2 separate regions of the Pan troglodytes genome follow, and region 1 is linked to region 2. A link is a contact called in public HiChIP or PLAC-seq data. All regions are on one chromosome and are shown on one strand. Each heading gives the region's core, a stretch centred on a gene start, on an enhancer-like site or on the middle of the called end of the contact. The rest is flanking DNA. Distances are from core to core; before and after follow the strand shown.

Region 1 (6,970 bases), core at 3,126-5,625, 110 kb after region 2:
TTCCAAAAATGCTTTTTTTTTTTTGTAAAGGAGATAAAAGCATAGTAGGAATTGCACATGAAGACACACACTGTGCTTTCAAGTAGACATTTTTTCAACTAATATTTATTAAAAGTATTTTAAAACTCAGGTTGATCTCTCATCTTAACTGTGATTGGTTCAATTTTACCATACCCAAAGAATAAATTCATTTGAGCTTTTACCTACGCCTTTGCTTTTTGTTAAAGGAAGAATTTAATGCAATGTGTTCAGAAAGTTACATTTAAATCGTTAATAAAGAGAAAAAGGAAGAGAAAGAGAGGACACCATTCCGACACAAACGTTTATGTGATTTTAGCCATTACAACAGTAATTCAGAAATATCTCAAATGTTACATTGATGTCATCAATATTACAAAAAAGGAAAAAAAAGTGACAGGCAACAGTGAAGAGCACCAGAGACCCAGCGCACACCTAAAGTAGACCATGCTTCTTTCCTTCCACTGCCAGGTTATCGTCCCGGGAAGCCCCCCACCCCCTCGCTTTCCTCCTCAGCTTTCCCTAACCCGTCTCGCGGGGGCATCTACGCCTCGTCCTCACCCTCCTCCTCCTCGAACTCCCCTTGTTCGTCGGCCGTGGCGTCCTGGTACTGCTGGTACTCGGACACCAGGTCGTTCATGTTGCTCTCGGCCTCGGTGAACTCCATCTCGTCCATGCCCTCGCCCGTGTACCAGTGCAGGAAGGCCTTGCGCCGGAACATGGCCGTGAACTGCTCGGAGATGCGCTTGAACAGCTCCTGGATGGCCGTGCTGTTGCCGATGAAGGTGGCCGACATCTTCAGGCCGCGGGGCGGGATGTCGCACACGGCCGTCTTCACGTTGTTGGGGATCCACTCCACGAAGTAGCTGCTGTTCTTGTTCTGCACGTTGAGCATCTGCTCGTCCACCTCCTTCATGGACATGCGGCCCCGGAAGATGGCAGCCACCGTCAGGTAGCGGCCGTGGCGCGGGTCGCAGGCGGCCATCATGTTCTTGGAGTCGAACATCTGCTGGGTGAGCTCGGGCACCGTGAGCGCCCGGTACTGCTGGCTGCCCCGGCTGGTCAGGGGCGCGAAGCCGGGCATGAAGAAGTGCAGGCGAGGGAAGGGCACCATGTTCACCGCCAGCTTGCGCAGGTCTGCGTTCAGCTGGCCCGGGAAGCGCAGGCAGGTGGTGACCCCGCTCATGGTGGCCGACACCAGGTGGTTGAGGTCCCCGTAGGTGGGGGTGGTCAGCTTCAGGGTGCGGAAGCAGATGTCATACAGGGCCTCGTTGTCAATGCAGTAGGTTTCATCTGTGTTTTCCACCAGCTGGTGGACAGAGAGGGTGGCGTTGTAGGGCTCCACCACCGTGTCTGACACCTTGGGTGAGGGCATGACGCTGAAGGTGTTCATGATGCGGTCTGGGTACTCTTCCCGGATCTTGCTGATGAGCAGGGTGCCCATCCCGGACCCCGTGCCGCCCCCCAGAGAGTGGGTCAGCTGGAAGCCCTGGAGACAGTCACAGCTCTCTGACTCCTTCCTCACCACATCCAGGACCGAGTCGACCAGCTCGGCTCCCTCTGTGTAGTGGCCCTTGGCCCAGTTATTCCCGGCTCCGCTCTGGCCTGCCAGAGGGAAAGAGAAATCTTAAGTCACCGGTGATTGTACTAAATACCTTACCTCAAACCCCTCAATATAGATCAGTGAGTCAATGCTCAGAGAAGACTATTTCAGATTATCACCAAAATGGCCAAACGTTAAAATATTTGTTCATGAATATAATTATAAATAAGGAAGGCCAGGACACCAAGCTCTTAGCAGCTGAAAGGCAAACAATTTTACACTATATTAAAGCTAAGTTGGCACACCGCGGATGTTCTTCATGCTTTCCCTCTGGCAATCACACCTCTCCAGCCTCCACTGCCCAGCGTAAAATGAATCCCTCATGCTCTCAGCCACACCAGGCACTCACCAAACACGAAATTGTCTGGTCTGAAGATCTGGCCGAATGGTCCAGACCTAACCGAATCCATCGTGCCTGGCTCCAGATCCACGAGGATGGCCCGAGGAACATACTTGTTACCTGCAAGGAACAACAGTGACTTAGACCCTCAGGCAAGGACCTCTGCAGAGGAGGGCTTGGCGCCTGCTGCCATCACGCAGATGTTGCCCCAAACAAAGGGAGACCCACCATCAGGTTCTCAAAGGGCTCTGTTGGCATAAGGAAGCCCAATGAAATACTGCAGGGAAAGAGCGGGGATCCTAAACTGAATAGTCCACCCTCTCCCAGGGCCACACCCCTGGGGTCCCACCCAAGGGAAAGGGGAGAAGGTGGAAAAACTGAAGGGAGTGGGGGTGGGGCAAGGGTGATTACCAGTGGCTTCATTGTAGTAAACATTGATTCTCTCCAGCTGCAAATCACTGTCTCCATGGTAACTGCCAGTGGGGTCAATCCCATGCTCATCACTGATGACCTCCCAAAACTGAGACAGAAAGGCTGCATTTAGCCATGAACGATGCCCCCAGAAACGCCAAGGCTCACAATGAAATGTCCCCGACTCAGTTCCGACAACCCAACATTTCAGGAGCTTGAAGCTTTAAAGGGCGTCGTGACCCGGGCACAGCCGCGGGGCTTGTATTTTGCAGGTTCAGAAAGTTGAAACTGGGCGTTTCCCAGGCAAACAGCTGCCGCTCGCGGGGGGAGGTAGGGGTCGAGGGGGTAAGGACCAGCCAAAGCCGGGCAGTGGCGGAGCTTGGCGCACTGGTCGCAGCCCCAGGCGGCAGCAGGAGGCGAGGGCACAGGGACTGCAGCCCGCCAGGAGCGGGTGGGCGGGGAAAGAGGAACGCAAAGGAGCTAAAGGACCGCGGTTTTAGATTCAAAGCACGTCCTGAGAGCGCAAGACAATCGCTCTCCTCCCCTCCCCCGGCAGCTCGACTCCGGTTCAAGCGAGTACCATTAATCCTCCTGGTGTCCCAGCCCCTCGCGCGGAACGCCGCGCACAGCCTCGCGGACACACCCTCGTCTTCTCCAGGCACGCGTGCCTGCCAAGCAGCCAGCGCGGAGGGAGGCCGAGGGGGTGACGGGGACTCCAAATGAGTTACAGCAGAAAGAAAGAGAGGTGCCCCCTCCGTCCGCGAAAGTCACCTCCTAGCCCAGGCCACACTCGGCGGCACAAAGCGGCCAGGAAGGTCTGCATTTGGCGATCCCCAGGCCTTCCCAGGACCGCGCCTGGGGACCCCGAGGGGCTCTCGGCCCAGGTTCGCGCCCCCATTGGACCCCCTCCGCTGCGGCGCGCCCACCTTGGCGCCGATCTGGTTGCCGCACTGGCCCGCCTGGATGTGCACGATCTCACGCATGGTGCCTCGTCAGCGTCCTCCTGGTCCGGCGGCGTCTGGGTCTGTCCGTCCTCCCCTCACACACCCACTGCGGGGTCACCGGGAAGGCGCTCGGGAACCGACGGGCTGAGAGCGCCGGCCCCGCGGGCTCCGGCTTTTATGCAAGGAGGGTGGGGCGGCCGGCACAGGCCGCGCCCCCAGCCCGAGCCCCCCAGTCCCCTTCGCGCTGGCGCTCTCCAGGCCCGGATGACGTAATGCTCCGAGCCCTAGGGACCGTCCGGGGGGCTGGACCACCGGCCCGCGGCCAATCAGAGCGGGCGTGCCGACCGGGAGAGGGGTGGGGGCTACCGGGAGTATGGTGGGGGCGTGCGCATTGTCTGGGGCTGTGGTGGGGGTCTCGGTATGGGGATATGGGGGAAGGGTGAAGAAAAGGAGGGTGAGAGGGCGGCGAGGCGAGGGCCACCAGCGCGGCCTGACCGGGGTGGGGGCAGAGCTGGCACCGGATGGGAACGATGGAGGACTGGAGCATGTGGAGAAGCCGTCAGGTGCTCCAGTGCCGGCAGGTGGGAGGGCTGAGGTGGCACAGGCTGCTCCGCCACCTCGGACTGCGGCTCCTACTCCGCCACTGGCCAGAGTCCCTCCAGCCAACTGCCCCTGGTGAGACCACCGTCTTTTTCCTCAACCCTGGAGGCCAGCGACTGCCCAGGCGGCGCTCCGTCTCACAGAGGCCTGGGGGAGGACAGGTGGCCCCAGAAGGAAGTCGTGCTTGATGGCAACCGGGACACCTGCGGCCCATGAACACCAGCGCGGCCTCCGCCCCCGCCCCAGCGTGGGCCTGCTTTCTCCTTTGTCTGTCTTGGGCTGGTAGCTCCTCTCACTGAGCCGCAGCATCTAGGGGTGAAGCGACCTCGGAGCCCCTCAGCCCTGCCCGACCCTCTCCGGGAGTGCATAACGCCCCTGCTGGTACCCAGGATCCCTCTGCCCCGGGGGTTGACTTTTGTTGCTCGCGAGTGATGGAGTGGGAGTGGCCGGTGGCGCTGCACTGACCGTCCGGAGGGCAGAAAGAGGGTGGGGTCCCGGGGGCGGGGCTGTCGGCGGAACAAAGGGCTCTCAGAAACGTGGGATACGCTGTGTAACCTAGTGTTTAAAACCACACGACAGGCGCCCCACCCCCCCCACCCCGCCCTCGGATTCAGTTCATCTATTGTCAAGTAAGAGGGTGGGTTCCAAGGGTGGCCCAAGCCCGAGTAACAAACTTTCTTATCTTCCATCGCGGCGACCTGGAGGTCCGAGGCTTCGTGTTGCGGTTGAAGGGTGGGGAATACGACTAAAAACTGCAGCCCAGCGCGCGCGAGACGACCCAAGACCCACGCGCACTCGCACGAGCGCGTGCACAGACTTGGAGCACAGACCCTCCCTTCAGATCCGCAGTCTCTAGGTACTGAGGCAGGAACTGGTCTCTTTGTTACTTTTCGCGCGCGCGTGTGTGTGTGTGAGAGAGAGAGAAAGAGAGAGAGAGAAAGAGAGAGAGACAGACTAATCCTGCGTGCGTTTGAGGGCGGGAGGGGAAAGGGTGTCAGAAACGTTCACTGCACAACCTGTTCCCTGCAATTCGATGACTGAAGCGCGCCGCCCCACACTTCGGAAGGGCCGTTGGCGAGGTGACGTGACCTCTTTCATCCCCTGGCGAGAAAGGCCGAATGACCCGGGCTCCCGCGGCGGAGCGGAGCCTGCAGCTGTTGAGCGAGACCCTCCCAGAACTATCAGCAAGCTGTCATCGCCTCCCTTTCCTGCTGTGAGGTGGAGGGTGGGGGGTTCAAGTCGATTCCAATGTACAAAGAGAAGTAGCGAGAACAAAAGCCCAGGCGCCCCCAAACATCCAGGGCGCCCAGACTGGAGCTCGCGGGCCGGTATTCCAGACCCGGCCGGCGTGCCCGGGTGAGGGTGGGGTCTGCCGAGAGGCAGAGAGCAGCGGAGGGTCTGTCCACATGCCCTACTCTCCTGGTACCAAGGTCTCGGGGCCTGACCTCCGAGTTTCTAATCCAGATCCTGCAGATGCCGAAACGTCGAGGGCTAGCAATTCCCAAGGTCATACAGCAAGTTAAGGACAGGGCTCGGACTGGAATCTCGTCTTTTGGGCACACCAGACCTCAGGGAAAGTGACCGCATCTTGGCCAAAAGGGCTGTGGCAGGTGTCAGCCTCGAGGTGGCGGCTCTGGTGGGACCAAGCTGCGCCGGAAGGAACAGAGCTAGGGCGGCACCCGCGCGGCGAGTGTAGACACACTCGGAGCGGTCACCCCCTCGCTGCGAGCTCCCAGGAGCAACCCTGATGCTCAGCGCTGGGGGGTGGGGTTGGGGGCCGCTCAGCTCCATGCTGGGTAACTTGAGCTGGCCGCTAACCATTTCATTTCTTAGCTTCTGTTTCCGAGCCAAATCTCCATTCAGTGCCCGAGTGAAAACGCGTGTTCAAGATCATATAGATAGATGAAAAGACCCTTTCCTCTCAGGTTTCTTTTAAAGGGGGAGGTTTGGGATAGGATGAGGCTGGAAATCATCCTTCTGAAAGCCCAGAGTGCCCTTGGGGACACTTTTGGCCCAAGATCTGCTTTCCTTTCAAGCATTTTGCTTGAATTGTCCCCACACCCCCGCCCCTTCCGGGCAGCCAGTCTTGTTAACCGGTCTACATCCCACCCCCACCCCCACCCCCACTGGAATTGTGATGCTGCACATTTTTATTTTCACAAGGAGCTGATTTTGTGTTAAAATGTTGACAACAGCCACACCTTTCCCTGAAGTCTTTCAGTTTATCTGATAACCCTTAAACAAAAAAACATTCTTAATCCATGTAGCTCGCATAAAGAGACTGGTACCCGGCTTTCAAAGAAAAAAAAAGTCGTTTTCAGTTGGGTCCCCAGCATTTCTGTCTATTCATTATATGCAATGCTTCTCAATCTAGGTCATCGCATATCAGGCACGAAGATTTCGGGGCAACATATTTCATGATGTCTTAATGTTAGTCTTGATGACGTACTAACATTTAAAAATTTTCCCTTCCAGAGACAATTGTAGAAATATTGCTGCATAAAATACAATTCAACATTTGTTTTATACGTAATCTATTGCGTGACTGAGGTGAGCAAGATATCCCTTAAACTATTAAAATTATATTTGCTTTCACAATTTTCAGATTACTTTCAACGGCATGTCCTCAAGTGAATTTGCATTTCTCTATTACACACACAGTCATTGTTTGAAGAAGTCTGATAGAAAAGAGGCTTTATATAGTAGTAAATTTTTAAAGCATTGTTTTCATAATGTAGCATATATTTTTGACACATTTATTGAAATTACTAGACATTTAGCATTAGGGTTCTTCACTGCTTGCCGGGATTCACCGCTTAAAACCCCCAAAACCCAGCCCGCAGCCCCCATAGCTGGCTCTGCAGCCGAGATGCACGCGGTTTCCTAGGCAACCGACACTTAGCCAATGAATAAAGAGGAGTTGAAAGAAAGAGACTGCAAATCCATCATTATTTCCTTAACACACACACACACACACACACACACACACACACACACACACACACACACATCACCTCTTCTCATAGCTCTCCATTTAGAGATATTGGAAAGCTA
Region 2 (6,590 bases), core at 4,084-6,583:
CTTCACACAATCTCAGATTGATGAAATTGACCATGACTATGAGCGAGATGGACTAAAAGAAAAGGTTTACCAGATGCTCCAAAAGTGGGTGATGAGGGAAGGCATTAAAGGAGCCACAGTGGGGAAGCTGGCCCAGGCGCTCCACCAGTGTTCCAGGATCGACCTTCTGAGCAGCTTGATTTACGTCAGCCAGAACTAACCCTGGATGGGCTACGGCAGCTGAAGTGGACGCCTCACTTAGTGAATAACCCCAGAAAGTTGGCTGCCTCAGAGCATTCAGAATTCTGTCCTCACTGATAGGGGTTCTGTGTCTGCAGAAATATTGTTTCCTGTACTTCATAGCTGGAGAATGGGGAAAGAAATCTGCAGCAAAGGGGTCTCACTCTGTTGCCAGGCTGGTCTCAAACTTCTGGACTCAAGTGATCCTCCCGCCTCGGCCTTCCAAAGTGCTGGGATATCAGGCACTGAGCCACTGCGCCCAGCCAACAATCCGCTCTGAGGAAAGCGTAAGCAGGAAGACCTCTTAATGGCGTAGCACCAATAAAAAAGTGACTCCTAGTTGTGTTTGGAAAGGGAGAGAAGAGATGTCTGAGGAAGGTCATGTTCTTTCAGCTTATGGCATTTCCTAGAGTTTTGTTGAAGCAAGAAGAAAAACTCAGAGAACATAAAATCACCTTTTAAAATTGTGTGCTCTCTTCTTCACGTAGGCTCCTGTTAAAAACAAAGTGCAGTCAAATTCTAAGCCCTGTTCAGAGACTTCGTGGATCACAGCTGCAGCTCACTGCCACATCACAGGGTCCGTTAATGTTAATATTCAATACTCTATCAGTCACTGTAGGCTCTAAGAACCACGTGCAGTCTTCAGCCCATTAAATTATCGATTATTTTTTAATTAATTGAATTTATATTGAGTTTTCAAATTAACTGAATGGATTTAAAGGGGTACCAAGGAGGGGGGAAACATCAGAATTTCCCAGGCAGTTGTTGCAAGGAATTGCTACTAACTGTGACTACAACAGAAATTCTTGATTGACTTTTAAAGTTATTTCCTGGCATTCTGGTACCTTCACCCAGCCTGGGTGCCCTGGAGAGGGAACAGGAAATGCTGATCTCTACCCCTGGGTGAGACCAGAACCTCAGGGCTGATACTGTTGAGTGGCTTCCTCGGTTTACTCTGTGTACTGTGAAAGTATTTTCATATTTTTTCTGTGGTGAAAAAGGACAGCTTCTGAGTATGGTAATTGTGCCTCTAGCACCTAACCTTTCAAAGCCCACCTGAAACCTGGGGGTGGATGAAAGAACTAGAATAGAAGACTGAAGCTGGGTAGGCCGCTCAGTGTCTCCACTGGCATTTTGCTAAACCGACAAGGAAGGCTGTGTGCTTAGCTCTCCCCAGAGGGAGGGCGAGAAGGGTGTGGTGATGGTCAATCTGGCTGTCGGAACAGATTCTGGTGTCTTGGGCTGATAACAGTGTTGTTGATTCTGATTGTGAATCCCCTCAACTCTAGCAGACACATACACACCCCTGAAATGGGGCTGCAGAGCAGACTGTCTCAGCCTTGCCACTGTTGGCATCTCGGGCTGGGTAATTCTCTGTTGTGGGGACTGTCCTGTGCCTTGTAGGATGTTTAGCAGCATCCCTGCCCCCACCTACTAGATGCCAGGGGCACTGTTCTCCCCCCCCCCCCGCCCCCAGTTGTGACAATAGTCTCTAAACATTGTCAAATGGTCCAAGGAAAGGGGAAAATTGCCCCGGTTGAGAAGAGCACTGCTGTAAAGTAATGAGCCTCGGCTCTCCTGTCTGCACCTGTACGGTTACTACTTGGCCACCACGCAGCCTTGGCTCCTACAGCCCAAAAGAGAGAATGGAGGGAGGCTCCAGGCTTTGCTGGAGGGGCCTGGGTAAGTTCTGTTTGCTCCTTGTACCACCATCCAAATGGTGTTCTCAAATCTCTTAGATTCCAAAGAGGTTGAATAATTAATGTTCAAAGGCAAGAGGGCAAGGCATTTTTTAACACACTTTTTAAAATAAAATTTTATACCACAACTTTAGGCTATTGATGTGATGTGTCACTGGGACAGATGCGGATTCTCCATGGTGCCTCTGCCACTGAGGCCGCATTTCCTGAGCATAATCCCCTTTTACCCTCCTGCTGCCAAGCAGCAGATGGGATGCTGATGGTAAGAACACCTCCCTGCCAGTGCATTTTGGCGCTCAGGATGAGAGGCCTGCAGCACTGCTGTCCCTGCGCCTGGCTCTGGGGCCTTCCCTTCACCCCCACTCTCTCAGCACCATGGTGAGAAGAACCAAGTTTGCCTGTGAGGAGTTACATACAAGGCCCAAGCTCCACATGAACACTGCTGTTAATGGGCAGAGCCAGTGACGACACAGACCAGCAAAGGAGAACCGAGACTGTCCACACTTGGTTCGGAAACAAATATTCACACCCTAGGTTATTGCTGGTAATGGAGACCTACTTCCAGCTCCCACAGTCCTGCTTGGTAGATTTTCTACTTGTTGCTACAATCATCATCTTTGCTTTGGGTCTGTCACGTGAGGTTAGGGTTTCAGGAATAAAATGTTTAATAAATCACAAAATATTTTAGGCAGCATTTTGATGTACATTTTAATGTGTGGTATTTATGAAAGGGAAGGGGTTTTCTAATTATAATAAAGGCATAAATAGTGTAAATATTCAAGATTTTAGAAGCAGCTGATTGCGGAGAAATCACTGAAAGGTTAATGCTACTACAGTGATCTTTACAATATGTAATAATCCAAGTATACGACCAGGTATAGTGGCTCATGCCTGTAATCCCAGCACTTTGGGAGGCCAAGCTGGGAGGATCGCTTGAGGCCATGAGTTCGAGACCAGTGTGGACAATACAGCAAGACCCTATCTCCACAAAAACATTAAAAAATACTAGCCAGGTGTGGTGGTGTATGCCTGTAGTCCTAGCTTCTTGGGAGGCTAAGGTGGGAGGATCACTTGAGCCCAGGAGTTTGAGGCTGTGGGGAGCTGTGATCACACCGTGCCTCAATAATAATAGCAATCATCATCATCCAAGTATAGAGTCCTGAAATTGAGAGCCCAAAACTCCCCTCTGCCCCTTCTCAGCTGTGTTACCCAGGCCTTGCTTCCTAACCTTTCGCCATCATTATCCAAGTATAGAGTCCTGAAATTGAGCGGCTCAAAACTCCCCTCTGCCCCTTCTCAGCTGTGTTACCCAGGCCTTGCTTCCTAACCTTTCGCTGTCATTATCCAAGTATAGAGTCCTGAAATTGAGCAGCTCAAAATTACTTTTCAGCTGTGTTACCTAGGGCTTGCTTCCTAACCTTTCTTAGCCTCAGTTGCCTCATCTATAAATGAAGAGTGCAATAGCACAGAAGGCTGATGTGAAGATTAAAGAAATATGATGCATCGTAAGGTGCCTGGCACAAAAATGGCAGTTTTTTTAAACTGTACAATCTTGCTATATATAAAGAACTGGTTGTCAGGTATGTTACTTAAAAATAGTGACACCACGCTGGACGCGGTGGCGCACACCTGTAATCCTAGCACTTTAGGAGGCTGAGGCGGGTGGATCACCTGAGGTCAGGAGTTTGAGACCAGCCTGGCCAACATGGCAAAACCTCGTCTCTACTAAAATTACAAAAATTAGCCGGGCATGGTGGCGGGTGCTTGTAATCTCAGCTACTCAGGAGGCTGAGGCAGGAGAATTGCTTGAACCTGCGAGGCAGAGGTTACAGTGAGCTGAGATTGCGCCATTGCACTCCAGCCTGGGCAACAAGACCAAAACTCCGTCTCAAAAAAAAAAAAAAAAAATTGTGACACCAATAACCTAAAACTCAGTGCTACCGTTTTTTATTAGCACAAGGGTAACTGGTGTTGAAACTGTACAGACAGCTATTTTTATCATTTCTGAGATGAAACCCCAATCAACATATCAGGAAAAAAGGAAATACTGACCTCACCAAAGATTTCTGAAAGTCAAATGATATTAAACTCAAACATTATATATGTCTCTTTCCTTTTATGCAGGAATTAATGTGATAGATTTATGTTGAGAGTAGAATATGAAAACTTTTGCATAGTCTGTATTTAGGCCAAAACTGCCTTTACTACTCAAGAAAGCCCAATGGGCCAGTGAGGACACTGCAGGTGACAGAAATTTCTATGAGTGTAACACCTACAAGCACTGTGCTCACAGGACTGACTGTTACACCAAAAAGGTCTCTTGGAGGAAAAGAAATGCAATATGCAAAGAAGCTGTTGTCTCCAATTATTCAAGCCAAGGCTACAACAGTAGCCACAAATCTGCCAGTTATTTCCAATTAAGGCAGAACGATTGACTTAAAAAGAAATAGTTGTTTTTTTTCTCCACTGAGATTTCAATTAGATAATGTCTATAACCTTTATAAAGCTGCAATTATACAGCCAAAAGAAAAAAATTAATTGTGGTAAAACATACATAAAACTTACCACTTAAACCACTTTTAGGTGTGTAGTTCAGTGGCAGTAAGTACACTCACAATGTAATGCAGGCATCACCAAAATCCATCCCCAGGACTTTTTCATCTCTCCAAACTGAAACTCTGTCCCCATGAAACACCAACTTTCCATTCCCCCTTCCACCAGCCCTCAACAACCCCCATTCTATTTTCTGTCCCTATAAGTTTGACTCCTCTAGGTACCTTATTATATAAGTGGAATCACACAGTATTTGTCTTTTTTTGACTGGCTTACCTCCCTCAGCATAGTGTCCTCCAGGTTCATCCATGTAGTAGCAAGTGTCAGAATTTCGTTCTTTGTTCAGGCTAAAAAACGTTCCCTTGCATGCACAGACAACATTTTGCTTATCCATGTATCTGTTTTTGGACACTTAAATTGCTTCCACCCTTTTGGCTATTGTGAATAGTGCCGCTGTCAACGTGAGTGTAAAAACATTTCTTCTTGTACACCCTGTTCTAAATTCTTTTGGGTTATATACCCAGAAAAGAAAATGCTGGATCATATAACTGATTTGTTGAGGAACCGCAGTATTGTTCATCACAGTGGCTGCACCATTTTACATTCCCAACAGCAATATACAAGGGCTTCAATTTCTCTACATCTTCACCAACACTAATTTCTGGGGGTTTTGCTAGTAGCCATCCTAATGGGTGTGAAGTGGTATAAACAAAATTTAGATCCCATCATCTCTGAAAAGCAAATACACTTCCTAGTACTAGTCAGTACTAGATAGGTGCACAGCGTTTAGAACTTTACTTGATCCAACATAGCAGCCTGCCTAGAGCCGGAGCCCCGCCCACTCCGGAGCCCCGCCCACTCCGGAGCCCCGCCTGGACGCCCACGCAGCGAAGGCGCTATGGCTGGCGGCCTCGCCTCCTGGAAAAGCCATGGTCGCTGAGGCGACGAGCGAGGGCGGGGCAGCGCCGACGGGGACACTCGTCCCGGGAGCCAGAGCCAGCACCGAGAGGGGACGGTCTACGCGGGTGCCGGCCGTTCCAGGACTGCGAAACCACGAGCCGAGTTTCGGTCGCCCATGGGAAAGCACCCGGCAGGGCGTGGCTTCGGGGCGGGGCGGGCAGAGGGCGGAGCAGGATGGAGAGGCGAGATGGGCGGAGCAGAGGGCGTGGCTTCGGGGCAGAGTGGGCCGGGTACCGCGCTTGGTCTTAGCGCATGCGCGCTCCCGGCAGCTACGCGACCTGTGACCATGGTGGCTGTGCTGGGCGGCCGGGGCGTGTTGCGCCTGCGGCTGCTGCTCTCAGCGCTGAAGCCCGGGATCCACGTCCCACGGGCCGGACCCGCGGCCGCGTTCGGGTAATGGCGGCCACCTCGCCCCGGGGATCCCCAGCATCGGCGCGCTCGAGGGGCGGCGGGAGGGGCGCGTGCCGACAGCAGGAGTTCCCGGCGCGCGGGCACGGGGCGTGGGCGCGGCCTGGCTGCCCTGTCGCCCTTTGTGCCGCGAGACCCCGATCCTGGGGGCCAGCCGCGCTTGGTGCTCGAGCCCCTCGATCGTGCATGCGCCTCGGTCAGCCTCAGTTCAAGGAGTCTGGAGCCGTGGAGGCTTGGGCTATAGAGTGCAGCCCCTTCAGTGTGCAGACCAGAGAGACCCAGGGAGATACATTTGCCTGTAGTATGGACTCACCCGTGACGGAGCACGGACTAGAATCCCAACGCCCTCATTAGTCCATTGCTCTGTCCAGAGTCCACACTAAGGGCATAAGGACAATAATCTCTTCTTTCTCTTATGTCAGAAATCAGCCTGAGCCTGAGTACCGCTAAGGCTTTAATCACGGGCCCCGAGAGCCCTAAGTCTTCTCTTTGCTTGCTGATCTTAATGTGCAAAAGAATCACGTTGGGAACTGAAAATTCAGAATCCTGGGCCTCACTCCCAGAGGATCTGATCTACATGTGTGGAGATGCCCAGGAATCTGCTTTATTCTCTTTTGTCCTCCCACCTGTCCCCCCATTTCAGGTAAAACAATAACAAAAAAACTGGATTAATTTCTGACCTTCTGTCTTGAAAATGGATACTCTTGGTCCCAAGAGATACTGGGCAGAAATGTGGATAGAGCGGCATGA

The links. HiChIP or PLAC-seq counts read pairs in DNA pulled down with a chosen protein or histone mark.
Region 1: an H3K4me3 HiChIP or PLAC-seq map of stem cell-derived excitatory neurons shows a contact between it and region 2, with 2.5 times the contacts expected there. The contact joins the promoter of LOC112209436 here to the promoter of BPHL in region 2. A contact is called at or near these places in 1 of 7 Hi-C or Micro-C datasets (stem cell-derived neural progenitor cells) and 1 of 1 datasets of contacts at active chromatin or transcription factors (stem cell-derived excitatory neurons).

What each region holds. Positions count from the first base shown.
Region 1 is chr5:9,177,307-9,184,276 of NHGRI_mPanTro3-v2.0_pri, forward strand. It overlaps LOC112209436 (tubulin beta-2B chain), which reads right to left and starts at 4,376. Exons shown (of 4, transcript XM_024357020.2): 1 at 3,299-4,376; 2 at 2,373-2,481; 3 at 1,971-2,081; 4 at 309-1,623. The coding sequence starts at 3,355. The coding sequence ends at 563.
Region 2 is chr5:9,064,167-9,070,756 of NHGRI_mPanTro3-v2.0_pri, forward strand. BPHL (biphenyl hydrolase like) reads left to right here and starts at 5,334. Exons shown (of 8, transcript XM_009450409.4): 1 at 5,334-5,540; 2 at 6,263-6,483. The coding sequence starts at 6,428. It overlaps RIPK1 (receptor interacting serine/threonine kinase 1), which reads left to right. Exons shown (of 11, transcript XM_016954825.4): 11 at 1-2,047. The coding sequence ends at 199.